Regions from separate parts of the Capsicum annuum genome. Here region 1 is linked to region 2. A link is a contact called in public Hi-C data. All regions are on one chromosome and are shown on one strand. Each heading gives the region's core, a stretch centred on a gene start, on an enhancer-like site or on the middle of the called end of the contact. The rest is flanking DNA. Distances are from core to core; before and after follow the strand shown.

Evidence for each region. Hi-C and Micro-C count contacts between places; a contact is called where the count stands out from the background.
Region 1: a contact with region 2 is called in a Hi-C map of placenta, with 3 times the contacts expected there. The contact joins the promoter of LOC107853029 here to the promoter of LOC107877681 in region 2. A contact is called at or near these places in 2 of 5 Hi-C or Micro-C datasets (leaf and placenta).

The regions. Positions count from the first base shown.
Region 1 is chr7:8,124,348-8,131,470 of UCD10Xv1.1, reverse strand. It overlaps LOC107853029 (putative RING-H2 finger protein ATL71), which reads right to left and starts at 4,783. Exons shown (of 3, transcript XM_016698049.2): 1 at 4,527-4,783; 2 at 3,956-4,053; 3 at 288-904. The coding sequence starts at 4,619. The coding sequence ends at 607.
Region 2 is chr7:7,977,034-7,984,195 of UCD10Xv1.1, reverse strand. LOC107877681 reads left to right here and starts at 2,331. Exons shown (of 9, transcript XM_016724371.2): 1 at 2,331-5,910; 2 at 6,050-6,243; 3 at 6,357-6,428; 4 at 6,571-6,723; 5 at 6,862-7,025. The coding sequence starts at 2,910.

The DNA.
Region 1 (7,123 bases), core at 3,534-6,033, 140 kb before region 2:
TGGAGTATAGTATTACTTGTGGTAGTCTTGTCTTGTATTATGTTTTTTTTTCTAGACTATTTTTCTTTCTTGAGTCGAGGATCTATCAAAAGTATCCTCTCTGCCTCACTGTGATAGTGATAAGAACTGCCAACACTGATAGTATTAGCATCTGATCAGGATTTGTATTTCTTTAGGAAAGAAAAAAAAAATTGATCTATTTTCGTTTGGTGTTTTTTTTTTTCTTTTTCTTTTTGAAAAAGGAAGTTGCAACTTGCAAATTACCAAAATAACATAAAAACACTATAAAACAAGGAATTCAAATGCTCAGAATTTCTAAATAGTAGAAACATGTTTAATGAAAGTCCTAAATATCTCAAGAGTCACACTTCTCTAGCAAACATTGACTTATTTAAAACACAAAAAGGGTGGACTAGTTGATCTAGTGATACATCATACAATCCTCTTATTCAAAACTTCTCATGTACAAACTCCACAAACAACAGTAGTAACAACTACGTCTCACTCCCAAACAAGTTAGGATCGGCTCCATGAATCCCAACACCTTCATTTAAGCTAATTCCATATCATCTGTACAAACTATACGCGCGGTCGCGATCCACTTATTCAAGTGACAATCTCCATTCTACAGCAAGGACAATAGGGATAATTCTCCAACCAGGGAACCAAACAACATGAATGGAACTTGTGGTCACATTGCAAATGGATTAGGTTATCTCCAATCTTGAATTGGTCCAAGCAAATGGTGCATTCATCATTTTCTGAACCCTCCCATTGCTTTCTCACCCTGCTAAACGTCTTTATCCCATTTTGCTTCAGTCCAATCATCTCTTTCTTCTGCAAAGTATTTGATTCTACTTGCCCGTTTTCGACATCCTTGCATCTTTCTTCCTTACTCTTAGTCCTGTTTTTAATAACCACAACAAATAAGTATAATCTCACTAAGATCTTATGTTGATCGGACTCTCCAAAATGCTGTCGAACCTGTGCCGGATCCTCCAAAAATGCACTGTTTTGGAGGAACCGACACACACCTGGCAGTCTGAAGGGTCTGAGCAACACAGTTGAGATCACATTACCAGAAAATGTTTTAACTAAGGACTGAATATGAGGGTTAGTAAACATGCCTCAAGAAAAACAATCACTTGGTTGATGGAATGAAAAAATTTGCACACACCGATATCTGTATCTAATCAATAGATACATGGCATGTACTTTTTAAATACAACTTATCACTTGACAAAGTTTAATCTCACATAACCATGATAAACATAAGTTAGTTCGGTGTAAACATCAGGTGTTTTCTGATATTGGTATCCAATAAGCAATGGAATCGATATCAATGAAATATTATAAATGCTTGAGCATCCACAGATTCGATTTGTAGATAACGAGGACAAAAGGATTCAAACTTCAGTCAATAATGTTCCTTTGATTAGCATGACATGCAAGGTTTACTTGAGATTATCCTTTATGTTTGAGGATAGGCAAAGTAACGGCAGCAGACTACTGACTTGTGAGAGGTAAAAAGAATGTCCAAACTCTATTCTTCATCCCATTCCATAGAAGTGATGAAATCCAACCACAATGTATATGCAAACCATGACCCGGAAGATAAATCTTCACTTCTACCCCCACCACCCAAGGCTCCCTGGACGCCCCCCAAAAGAGCGTAGTAAAATAAAATTTATGAGCTCGGGACTACAACAATGACTACTACGCCTTAGTCCCAAATAAGTTGGGGTGAGCTAAATGATCGTCATTTCATCATTTAAGCTCACATCATATCATTATTGTGGGCTCATGACTGGAGAAACAAATTTACCAGGATGCAGAACACAGAGAATGCACTTAAGTGAAAATAATCAAACAAAATATTTATATATATTTCTTTCTTTTTCATCATTCATAAAGCATCCATTTGTAGGCATCTTCAGATATATTTCTTAATAACAACATACAGTGTATATATTTCAGATATACTAGGTAGGTTAACAAAAGCACCATGTTCTGAAAGTAGTTCCTTTAAATGGCAACAGTCAATACTGGATACTAATTAAACTGCCAAATTCCTCATTTTTTCACATTAATCCCACTTTCAGTCTTTAGGTTGGTTTGTTTATCGGCAATTGAAAAAATCAATATCGATTGGATCCACTGATATGCATTTTTTTCGTTCATCTGCTTAAACGATTACCGCGAGTAAACTTATAGGAATGATTGGATTTCACTTCATTAAATGGCTACTTCCAAGGTAAGTTCAAAACAAGATGCTTCCGCCGATCCCGCAAGTTGCATATCAAGCATCAAGAAGCCAACTTTCCCACAGAGAAATACCATTTAGAGCTTCATATCAAGAAGATCCAAACTGGTTATCTCATACAGAGAATGACAACCCCGTGGAAGTTTCGGATACTCCACGTTACCAGATTGACGAGAAAGAGTGAAGTAGTTCTACACGTCATATAAATACACACAATCTCTATTCACTACAGAGGTAGAAAAAAGCCCAATTACGCAAATCAGTTAGAATGGACAAAACTCAGTTATTTATACAGAGATGTCAAGCTACGTTATGTATAGCTCAATTAATGCAAACTGTCACGCTCAGCGATATACAGCTGCCTGTAAGTGAAGTTATCTATACCTATGAACATTTAGAATGGACGGAATTTGTTATCCCCAAGGTAAGCTCAAAACAAGATACTTCTGCCAATCCCAGAAGTTACAATTCTCAGGCATCAAGAGGCCAAATTCCTTCCGAAACATCATTTAGGGCGTTATATCAAGAAGACCAAACCAGTGATTTCACACGGACAATGGCAACTGTACAGAAGTTCCGAATACTTATGCCGTGGTAGTTGACGAGTAAGAGTGAAATAATTCTACAAATCATATAAATACAGACCAGATCTAAAAAACTCAGTTATGCATAATGCAGTTCAAACGGACAAGACTCGATTATACATAGAGAAATGACAAGATCATTTATGTATAGCTCATTAGAATGAACTGTCAAGCCCAGTTACGATAAATGATAGCTGCCTCTAATTGAGGTTAACTATACCTATGAATAGTTAGAATGGGCGGAAAATATCCCCCAATTACATGCAAATCACTTGCAGTTTGTCCATTAGTTTTAGCTTTTTCTTGCAAAGTCGAGAGGGTAAAGGTGTCCGAGGTTATATATGAAGGAGAATCATTTATCCTACCCCATACACAAGGGATATGTTTAGTTAAAAACTCGGTTTTATTTTATCTCGAAGAAGTGAGAATCACCTTTTTCTATATTTAGAGTACAAGCAAAATATGCTCTCCTAACAAGATTTATGAGCATTGAATAGAGAGCGCTTTCCCTTCAATGGGCCCTATGCAATGCAATTCGGATTCGAACGATTTCAGGATACTAAGACAAATAAATGGTAATACACAAGAATCTCCATAATACAAGCAATATATGTTATCTCCTAATTAGGTTTTAGAGTCTTATGAGGTAACATTGAGCTAACTGAACCAACCCTTTGGGATTGGTTAGAGATGACTTCATAATGGAGGTTTCAAGTTCGAAATCCCTGCCTATGACAGCAGGGGGTTGGCCTTTTGGATCGAGCTCGTTACACTGGGCTCGCCTAGTGCAGGTTTATCTCTCCTGTGTGGTTTACAAGCTGCTTCACAGGAGCAGGGTAGCTGCTACCGATTCCCTCACAAAAAAAAAAAAATAAAAATTGAGCTAACTGAACTACAAGAACTATGGGAACAACTTACCAAAACTTCATTCAGTAAACTAAAATCACCAGATAATTTTAAGCAAAACAGAACGGCAATCCAGTGCACTAAAGCTCCGGCTATGCACAAGTCCGGATAAGGGACAGACCACAAGTGTCTATTGTACACAGCCTTACCTTGCATTTAAGCAAAATGAGACAAATTATGTACAGAACAAGCTGGAAATTACCTTCTTAGCCTATGATCCAATCTCTGTTTGGCTTCTCTAGCTTTTTCACCTAGATCCTCATCATTATATCCATTACTTCCTATAATTCTTTGCTTTACCTGCTCATTTCAAATGCAAAACACATCAATATACTTAAAAAAATTTCATTCTTTCACTCTATTCACATCAAGATTCACCACAAAAGTTGTGTAGAGGCGGATCCAAAATTTAAAGTTTATACATTCTTCCTACAAGTATAAGTTAATATACCATAATCACTGAATTCACAGTCAAATATTTACAAATATTTAGGGGTTGTTTGGTATAGGAAATGACACAACTTATTCCGTCACTATAATATAAATAAATAGTGAAATAAATAATTTCGAGACTAATTAGTACCATTAACTAAACGCATGTGCATTTTATCACAAAGTTATTATCCTTCATCTCTCCTGCCAAACGACCCGTCAATGAATTCCTTAACAAATATACATGTCCAAAGCAAAATTTTCAAGAAGGAAATTCAAAATATAAAAAAGTAAATACACTAAAAAAATCAGAAAATTCAAGGTCTATTATATATACATACCTTGGAAGAAGTAGAAGGGCTAAGTGATTCAAAAGATCTAAACTGATAACCCCTTTTAGTAATACATAGAATTCCAAGAAACAAACCAGACATTTTACATTTATGACTTAACCAATTTTGGAGAAATTGAGAGAAAATTATGTTACATGCTATTTTTATTTTTGTCTTTTAGGATGTTGGTTGGGCAAAATTTTGGGATAAAGTTTTCCAGCAATGATGAAGTTGAAACTTTAAGAAAATAAATACTCCCTCATTACTTTTCACATGCTCCGATGTTTTCGTGAGTTAATTTAATTTAATTTTTAAATTAAATTAAAGTAATTAATTTTTATTTTTTTTTAAATTTAGATATTAAAAATTTACAAATTTTAAGTTATTTAAATTTAATTAAAAAATATATTTTAAATATAGATGAGTCTAAAAATGTAGGGAATCGTGATTTGCAACTAAAAAAGTAACGTGTCTAAAAAACAGTTGCTCCACTTTGAGAGTTGGACATAAGTTATTGGTTTATTGATCACCTACCAACTCAAACTAGATAATGCTAAAGTAATTACTAAGATTTACATGTATACACAAACTAAGAATACCTTATTACATTAAATATTAATTTGATAAAGTATTTATATAAATCCAAAACTAATCACATAAATCTCCTTTTTTGTTACTTTCTCTTTCATAAATCTTACACATCTAAAACACTATATTTTCTTCCGTATTTTGCTCCCCATCTAATTACACCTGATATTTTCTCCACATTTGAAAACTCTTTTTTCACGGTAAAATTTAAGTAATCTACTTGGAGGTTATCAATTTGTAAGTTTTGAAGCTTTAATTGATTTTATTGATTTACTTCTTTTTTTCAACTTTAGGATTTGTTTCATTTATTCTCTGAATGCATGTTCGTTTCTATGAAATTACTGTATTTTGCAAGTATATTCAACTTTCGTAGTTTGTTTTTTTCGTTTTTTCTTCATATACTACAAGTTGGATTTTTTATTTTCTTGGTTTGTACTTGCTTTTGTTTAATCGATATAGTATAAAATTGGTAATGGATTCTCGTCCTAACTTTAGTTTAGGACTTAATCAGTTAGATTCTCAAAAACAAGATATTCACATTGGGTTTGTTCCTGGTACATTTGATTGCGAAGAACCCAATTTCGCAGAGAATCGTTCAAAGTATCGAAACGAATCGGCAACAATGTAGAAATTGAAGGAAGCGGCTAGTTCTAGATCGAAGAAGTCAGGTTCTAAAGCGGCAAGTAAGAAGAAGTTTGATGATTCCGGTCGACCACGTTTTCCGAAGATATTGATTATGAGTTTATGTATAAGTTGACATAGGTATAATAAGACATTATACATTAGCTATTTCATCCCACTAATGTATAATGTAGGTATTCTGAAATATATTTCTATAGGTTATACATTGCCAGTTATGAAAAAACAAACAATTATAAAGTATTAATTTTGATATTAATTTTGAGATGTGTAAGTTACCCTCAGACATGTGTAATTGTTGTTTATTTAGGGTCTGATATAAATTGTTAGATGTATAAATAACCATCATACATTTATATTTGTTGTTTAATTATGGTCCTAATTTAAATTTTTAGATGTATAAGTTACCCTCATACAAGTTTAACTGTTATTTTTAGATTGCAATAAGCAAAGTACATGAAAACTTGCTTCAAATTATCAACTTTCAAATATTGATGAGAATGGGAAGGAATCGTGTTTGGATTATTATACTTATTATTCTTCATCTAAAGTTTTGGTTAGGAAATATGTTGGCTTAGATGAAAAAAGTATTGTAATTCTCAAACTCAATGGTTCAAGTTTGCGTTAGCCAATGTTTAGTAGAGTTTAAGAGATTTTTTCGATAGGAGCCCATATGTAGAATTGCATTGAGTATGCTGTTATGTTGACATGAATAGAGTTGCAACTTATTATATTTTTTACATAATTTTTGAATATATAATTTTAGTAATATTGAGTTGATCTTATCTGCTTAATTAACTCTCGTGAAGCAAAAATATCACTTAACTTGAAGCCGATTAAGTAAATAATAAGTAACAATTTGAAGCGATCTACATGATATACAAATATAGATTATAATCTTATTTATTACTATTTCATACCAATCTACTATCTGTTAACTAGGACTCTAAAAGAGAACGTGTATCTTGTGAACCAAGCCATACTACAAATTTAACAGGTTTTAGTAAACCATCTATTTTATTTTTTAACCAATTTTATATATTATGGAAAATTGTGGATAATTTATCTTTTAAGTGACCTGATTAGATACAAATTAAGAGATGGTGTACATTTGACCCAAAACATACTACAAACTTTTCACGTTATAGTAAATTACCTATATTTTGTTTCAACTAGTTTTACTTATTGTGATAAATTAAGTATAGTCTTTTACATAACCTGATAGGATACAAATTCTTTTAAGCTATTACCACTTATAATTCGAACAGAATTCTCCCCAATAGATCAGATAAGGATTAGTTTTTTGAGATAAATTTTATTTTGTCCGATCACATCAACATTAACTACTGCTAAATATACGAGATCAATCAATTCTTTTC
Region 2 (7,162 bases), core at 1,082-3,581:
ATACTCATTGATTTCTCCATCACACTAGATAATAGACCTAAGATACGTAAAGCTTCATTTCTTATGAATAATCTGTAAATCAAGTCTCACCTTCACAACATCATAAGTTACATCCCTGAACTTGCATTTCAAGTATTTTATCTTGATCTTGCTTAATGTTACCAAACCTCAAGCTTAATTAGCATTGACTCCCTTGTGAATTTGGTAGATTAGAACTATGTCATCGATAAATAAAATACACCAGGTCACCTCATCTCGGTATGCGGAATCAATTCATCCTTCACCAAGATAAACAAAAATTGACTTAGAGTTAATCCCTAATGCAAACTCAACTCAAATAGAAAATGACCTAACTCTCTAACCATTGTCCTTGCCCGTGTCTTCGGTTTATCGTACATGTTTTTAAGTGATCTAGTATACATCATGTGAACACTTTAGCCTTCGTGCACCTTTATAGAACCTTCCTCAAAATCTTGTCATAGGCTTTTTTCTAGGTTAATGAACATATATGCATATTTTTTTATCTTTTTTCTCTGTATTGTTTCACTAGTTTCCTGTAGAGATGTCTTTTGTAGTTGAACATCTCGATATAAATTTGAACTAATCCCCTAAAATAAACACGTCTAGTCTTAGCTCCACCACTTCAAATCTTCACAGTGTGATTTATTAATTTAATTTTCCTTTCAATTAGTTGTTGCACTTTTGAATGCCACCCCAGTTTTTATATAATGAGATCGTCATACTCTATCTCCATTCATTTGACATTTTAATTTTCTTAAAAATGATGTGAAACAACTTAGTCAGCTATTCCATACCTACCTTGTTGCGTTCTTTCAAAATTCCACCAAAATTTCACTTGACACAATCTATCTCTCCCTATGCATCGTTCTATGAATAACACCCTTAACGCCCTCAACATGTATACACCTACAATGCCCAAAATCATAATATCTCTCAAACTATTCTAAATCTTATGACACAATGTTCGTGTTCCTTTTTTTGCTCAAAAGTTTATGAAAGTATGACAATCATCTTCATTTAATAAGTATAGCTCATTTTTATTTGCTTTTTTCAAAGCTCATCCATTCATTTTGCTCGCAACTATCCTATAAGTTCTCCTAGTAAAAAGAATTAGACATTCATCTTTTTTTTTAAAGAGAAATGGTCAAATATCCCCTCCCCCAACTTTTACCTCAAATCCCAACTACACACTTATACTTTGAGAAGGTCCTATGACCTCCCTGAACTATTTTAAAATGAAATTATTATCCCTCCAATGCTAACATGGCAAGAGAGTGTGTTTCACTCTCTTTAAAAAGAATAAGAACAAAAATATTTTATTAAAAAATTATTTTTATTTTTTCTTTAAATAAATATATATAATTTTAATTATTATTTTTCTTTCTTCTTCTTCTTCCCCAATTCTTCTTCTTCTTCAATGACATCTAAGAATGACAATTAATTTTTTTTTTCTTCTTCAATGGCATCCAAGAACCCATAAATGGCAATTAAATTATTTTCTCCTTCTTCTTCTTCAATTCTTCTTCTTCTTCAATGGCATCCAAGAACCCATCAATGACAATTAATTTTTTTTCTTCTTCTTCAATTCTTCTTCTGCTTCTTCAATGGCATCCAAGAGCAATTTTTTTTCTTCTTCAATGGGATCCAAGAACTCATCAATGATATTTCCTTTTATTCTTCTTCTTTTTCAATGGCATCCAAGAACTCGAATTACGTGAGAATATTGAATCAATTCAGATTGAAAAATAAAGTCACTGAAATTTTGAATTTTCCGGCGCCATCACTGTTGCGATACCATTTTGTGAAAATCGAATATTTTTTGAACATTAATTGTTGATTTGATTTTGATAAGATTACATATCGTGTGAATTCTATATGATTTATTATGCCATTGAAGAAGAAGAATAGAAGAAGAAGAGGAAGAAGAAGAAGATGATGATGATGTGGCATGACGTGGAATTAATTTTTATAGTAAAAAAATGATATATGACATGGAATTACGTGACATAACACGTGGCAGCGCGTGTTAACCACAAATCAAAATAAAATTTGGGTATGAGTTTTTAGAAAGGTATATTCCACTTTAAAATAATTTGGAGATAATAATTTCATTTTAAAATAGTTTAGGGGATCATAGGACCTTTCAAAGTATAAATGTGTAGTTGAAATTTGGGACAAAAGTGGGGGTATTTGATCATTTTCTCTTTTTAAAGTGTTGCTTTCAACTTTTTTTCTTTAAAAAAAAAAAATTGCTTTTAGATCCTTCCTTAATTAGATCCTTCCCCAAATTGACTAAATTTTGCAAAATTGAAACACTTCTGCATGCAGTCTTCCACGTGCCCTTTCCCCCTATTATCTTCTCTTTCTCTCAAATTTCAATTTCTTTAATATCTTTCTGCTAATTTTTTTTTCAAGAAATAAAAAATAAAAATAAAAATCAAAATCAAAATCATAGGCACCTTCCTCTTCCATTTCTAGAATTTTGATAGCGACCCACTCATATTTTTCTGCAAAAAATTTCAGAAAAAAAAAATGATTTTAAAAAATTATAAGGGAATTTGTATATTTTTTTTTGGTATCTCAGCTATACAAATATAGAAATTAGCAAGAAAGTGCTGTTCTTCTTCTTCTTCTTGTTATCCACTACTTTCTTGGAGGTAATTTTTCAGTTAGATGTTGTTTGGTTACTGAATACATATGTTTCTTGAAAACCCCTTTTGATTTTCTTGTATTTGGGTGAACCCCATTAGGGTTTATTGAGGTAATTTTTAGTTCAAAGTTGCTATTTTTAGTAATTTGGGGTTCTTGGTTTTTGTATTTGTTTAATGTAGAAATAGTAATTTTGGGTTTTGGTGGTAAAAAAAATTGAATCTTGATTTGTAAAGATTATGGCTTTTGAACAAAGTTCAATACCTAAAGATTTGAGGCCATTGAATATTGTTAGGACAGTGGCAGAAGAATCGGGTCGACCCGTTGAGGGGTTTTATGGTAACCCGACCCGGGATGTTGGAGGTAGTCCTGGAACTATACAAGGGGTTTATTATCCTGCTACTGTAGCTGATGGAGGGTTTGTAGGTTTAGGATATGCTAATAATGCGGGTTCGGTGGCAGCTGGGTGGGTCCCACAGGTTGTTGGTTCGCAGCCACCGGGTGTTGTGAGTGTTGGTGTTGTGAATTCGGGTAGTGGGTTGTCGCATAATTTGAATTCCGGGGGAAGGGTTGGTAGTAATGCGTCTGAGCGTGCTACCGATGATGGTGGTGGTGATGGTTCGGTGTCAGGGAGGAAAGTTAAGTTTTTGTGTAGTTTTGGTGGGAGGATAATCCCGAGGCCGAGTGATGGGGCATTGAGATATGTAGGTGGACAGACTAGAATTATTAGTGTTAGGAGGGATGTGAGTTTTGCGGAGCTGGTTCGCAAGATGGTAGATACTTATGGGCAGGATGTGACGATTAAGTACCAGTTGCCTGATGAGGATCTTGATGCACTTGTGACCGTTTCTTGTTCAGAAGATCTTGAAAATATGATGGATGAGTATGAAAAGTTGGTTGAAAGAGCGTCAGATGGGTCTGCTAAATTGAGGGTGTTTCTTTTTTCGTCTTCAGAGCTTGAATCGTCCGTTGTAGCGCAATTAGGAGATCTACAAGATAGTGGACAGAGGTATGTCGAGGCAGTGAATGGGATTAGTAATGGAGTTGGTGGTATTGGTCTTGCTAGGAAAGTGAGTAACGCTAGTGCTGGTTCCACCCAGAATTCAGAATTTAGTGGCTCTGAAGCTATGGATGGCTTAGGTCATGGTCAGGGGGAGCTTAGAGCTGTACCTTCTTTTGACGCATTATCACCTAGTGGGACTTCTGCTACCTCTCAAGAACCGGTTTACAGTTTGGTGTCTCCAGATGCACATCCCGCAGCTCATGCTGATGCTTCTGTTGCTCCAGTGACCATTCCATTAGTTGTTCCTGGTACAGTGTCAAGTGTATCTGCTCAGCCGGAGCACGGGTTAGAGAAAGTTATGCCTGTTGCTGCACAGCAGCAACAAATGGGTTATGATATGCAGCAAACAGGAGTGACTTATCCAGGAACTACACCATATGTCCCAGTTTATGTGGATCCTCAGAGGGAGACTGCAAGCCGTACAGATTATGTTCAGATCCCTTCCCAAATGGGATTCCCAAGACAGCTTTTGGGAACGGTTGGGCCAGTAATCAATCAGCAGCATATAATTGCTGGTGGTTCGACTCAGCAGTTTGTCCCTGCTCTTCACATGACAATGACTCCTTCAGGCCATGTCAGTATGAATCCTAATCTGGTTGCCTCACAGATTCAGCCCCAACATGTTAGGTTAGAACATTATCCTGCAGAAGGAACATTGGGGCAGAGAGTTGTGCAGTTACCTATTGACCAAGGATATAGTGTCTATCAGCATCATGCCCCTCCTGCAGGTCTTGGAGGAGCTTATGGATGGCACCAGGTTCCGCAGACTCAGCAGGTGCAGGTGCCACTTTCTGAAGGTCAGGTGCCTCAACCACTGGTTACTGGTTCTGAGGCATCACCTAGGTTTGATGACTGTCTAATGTGTCAAAAGTCGCTGCCTCATGCACACTCAGATTCAATAGCACAAAACCAAAGAGAGAGTCCTGCAAGCACAGTATCTGACTTTAATCCAGTGCATCATAGCCTTAGGTTGGATGAGAGGGGGCGGCCTATTTACCAAGCTGTTACAACAGGAAACCTGGGTGAGGGAGCTGCTGTTGGGCAAAGATTTGGGGGTCAGATGGATCATGGAGTTGGAAAAGGCCAAGGTGAGGTAATTGGAGGCTCACAAACTGTTGATAAACAGCATGAATATGATAGAAACCTTCAAAAACCTGAGTTCGCAGAGCACCCAAAGGTGTCAGTTCCCCAAGGTGTGATAGGGTTAACAAGTACGGTGCAGCAATCACCTTATGGAGTTTTTGTTGGTGCTGTTCCTCAACCATGCCATGTTAATGCCACTGAGCAGCTTCTGGTTCCATCACAATATCAGGTTAAACAGGAAGTTGCGGTGAACAAACCAGTCAATAGTGATTACCTTGTGGTTGGAGGCGTGCCTGGTCAAACACTGGATAACTTAAGTGGTGAATCTCCCAAGAATTATAGTGGAACCGTACCTACCATGCTTCCGAAAGAAAATGATGTAGAATCTGTAACGGCTTACAACCATTTGAGGCAAATTGAGGGAAGGATAGAAAATCTCCTGATGAACCCTGCTGAAATTTCAGCAAATAATGAGCAGAGGAAGCCAGCTGTTGATTACTTTAGAAGGGAAGACATCTTGAGTAACAGAGTACAACCGTTTGGTGGGATGGAGGGATATCCAGGGTTGGTTACTAGTAACGTGAATCCAAATGAAATACCTGTTTCTCCAAATGAGAATCGTCTCTTGCACAACCTTCAGGCTGCAGAAGGGTATGAAGTCTCTCAGCATCCTGTTATGACAAATCCAGGTGTGCATGCCCAACCGAACTTGATCCCAGGTGAAAAATCTACCCATCTAACTGCCGCCCATGCAACAGAAAGAACTCCAGCTATTGGTGAATGGAAAGACGGGGCTCAGCATTTCCAGCCAATGTTGAGTCCTACAACTGCTGAAATGGCCATTCTTGATAGTACTGCACCATTTGTACAGGAGAATTCAAATTCTCTATATAGCTACCAGGATCCATGGAATTTGCAACATGATGCCCATTTCCCTCCTCCTAAACCGAGTAAACTTCAGCTAAAAAAGGAAGCTGCTGGCACCAAGGATTATTCTGGCGAGAATTGTTTTGACAATAGTGAGTTGCCAACTATTACTAGTGGTGGATTACAAACACAGATTCGGTTGGAGGATGGAGCTTACCTTCCCTCAGGTAATACAGATTACAGTTCAGATCAATCATGGTCCAAGAAAGGTGAGAAGCTTCGATTTGCTTCTTTCTGGAATTTAGTATTGGTAGATCATAGTATGTTCTTGCAGTCCTAACTGTTTTCTCCTATTTGCTATTGAAGGCTCAGAGGAGGAAATGATCAAACAAGAACTTCAGGCTGTTGCTGAGGGCGTCGCTGCTTCTGTTCTTCACTCATCAACTCCATCTAATGCTGATCCGTCCACACATGGGAGGAGTGAGTCACCATCTTCAAGTCAACGGAATGCTGAATTTGAAAACATTAATGCCGGAAAGGACCCCAAGGATAAATTTGAGGTCTTAAATTCTCTCACACAAACAACAGCTGCTTCTATGCAAGTTCTTTAGAATCAGTTTCTTATATCTTATCTTTGCCAGTCTTTTGCTAATAGCTAGCAATCTCTGTTCAGGAAACTAAAACTAAATTTCCAGAGAGAGCAAATTTTGGGTTTCCTGTATCAGATGGCATTGGGCGCTTGCAGGTTCGACATTTCTTGTCCAGTGCAATTTCCATAATTTGTTATACCTAACTGGAAAAATGAACTGACCTTTTACTGCCACTGCTACGTCGCAATTTTTTCATTTTCCTGTCTTTTTTAAAAAATATTGCCTTCTCGTGAATAGATTATAAAGAATGATGACCTCGAGGAGATTCGGGAATTGGGTTCTGGTACATTTGGCACTGTTTATCATGGAAAGTGGAGGGGTACTGATGTTGCAATTAAAAGGATTAACGACAGGTGTTTTGCTGGGAAAGCTTCAGAACAAGAGCGCATGGTTGGTGTCGTTTTTCCCCTTCTTTCAATTTCTTCTTGTATCTGTCTTTTTCCCTGTACCTGATAATTTAACTAATTTATTCAAGATCCTTGCATCTTTTGTTCATGTATATTTTAGCTGTGCTATTTTTTCATTTAGAGGGCTGATTTCTGGAATGAGGCCATCAAACTTGCTGATTTGCACCATCCAAACGTGGTTGCCTTCTATGGTGTTGTGCTAGACGGTCCCGGTGGCTCAGTGGCTACTGTTACAGAATATATGGTTAATGGGTCCTTGAGAAATGCTTTACAAAAGAATGAGAGGTAATCTTTCTTTTTTGCTAGCACGGATTAAATGGAGTATTTATTTATTAGTAATTTGATCTTTACTTCCATATGCAGATGTGTGAAATGGAATCTTAGTTATTAATTAACTTAGTTTGGCTGCTTTTTATACAACT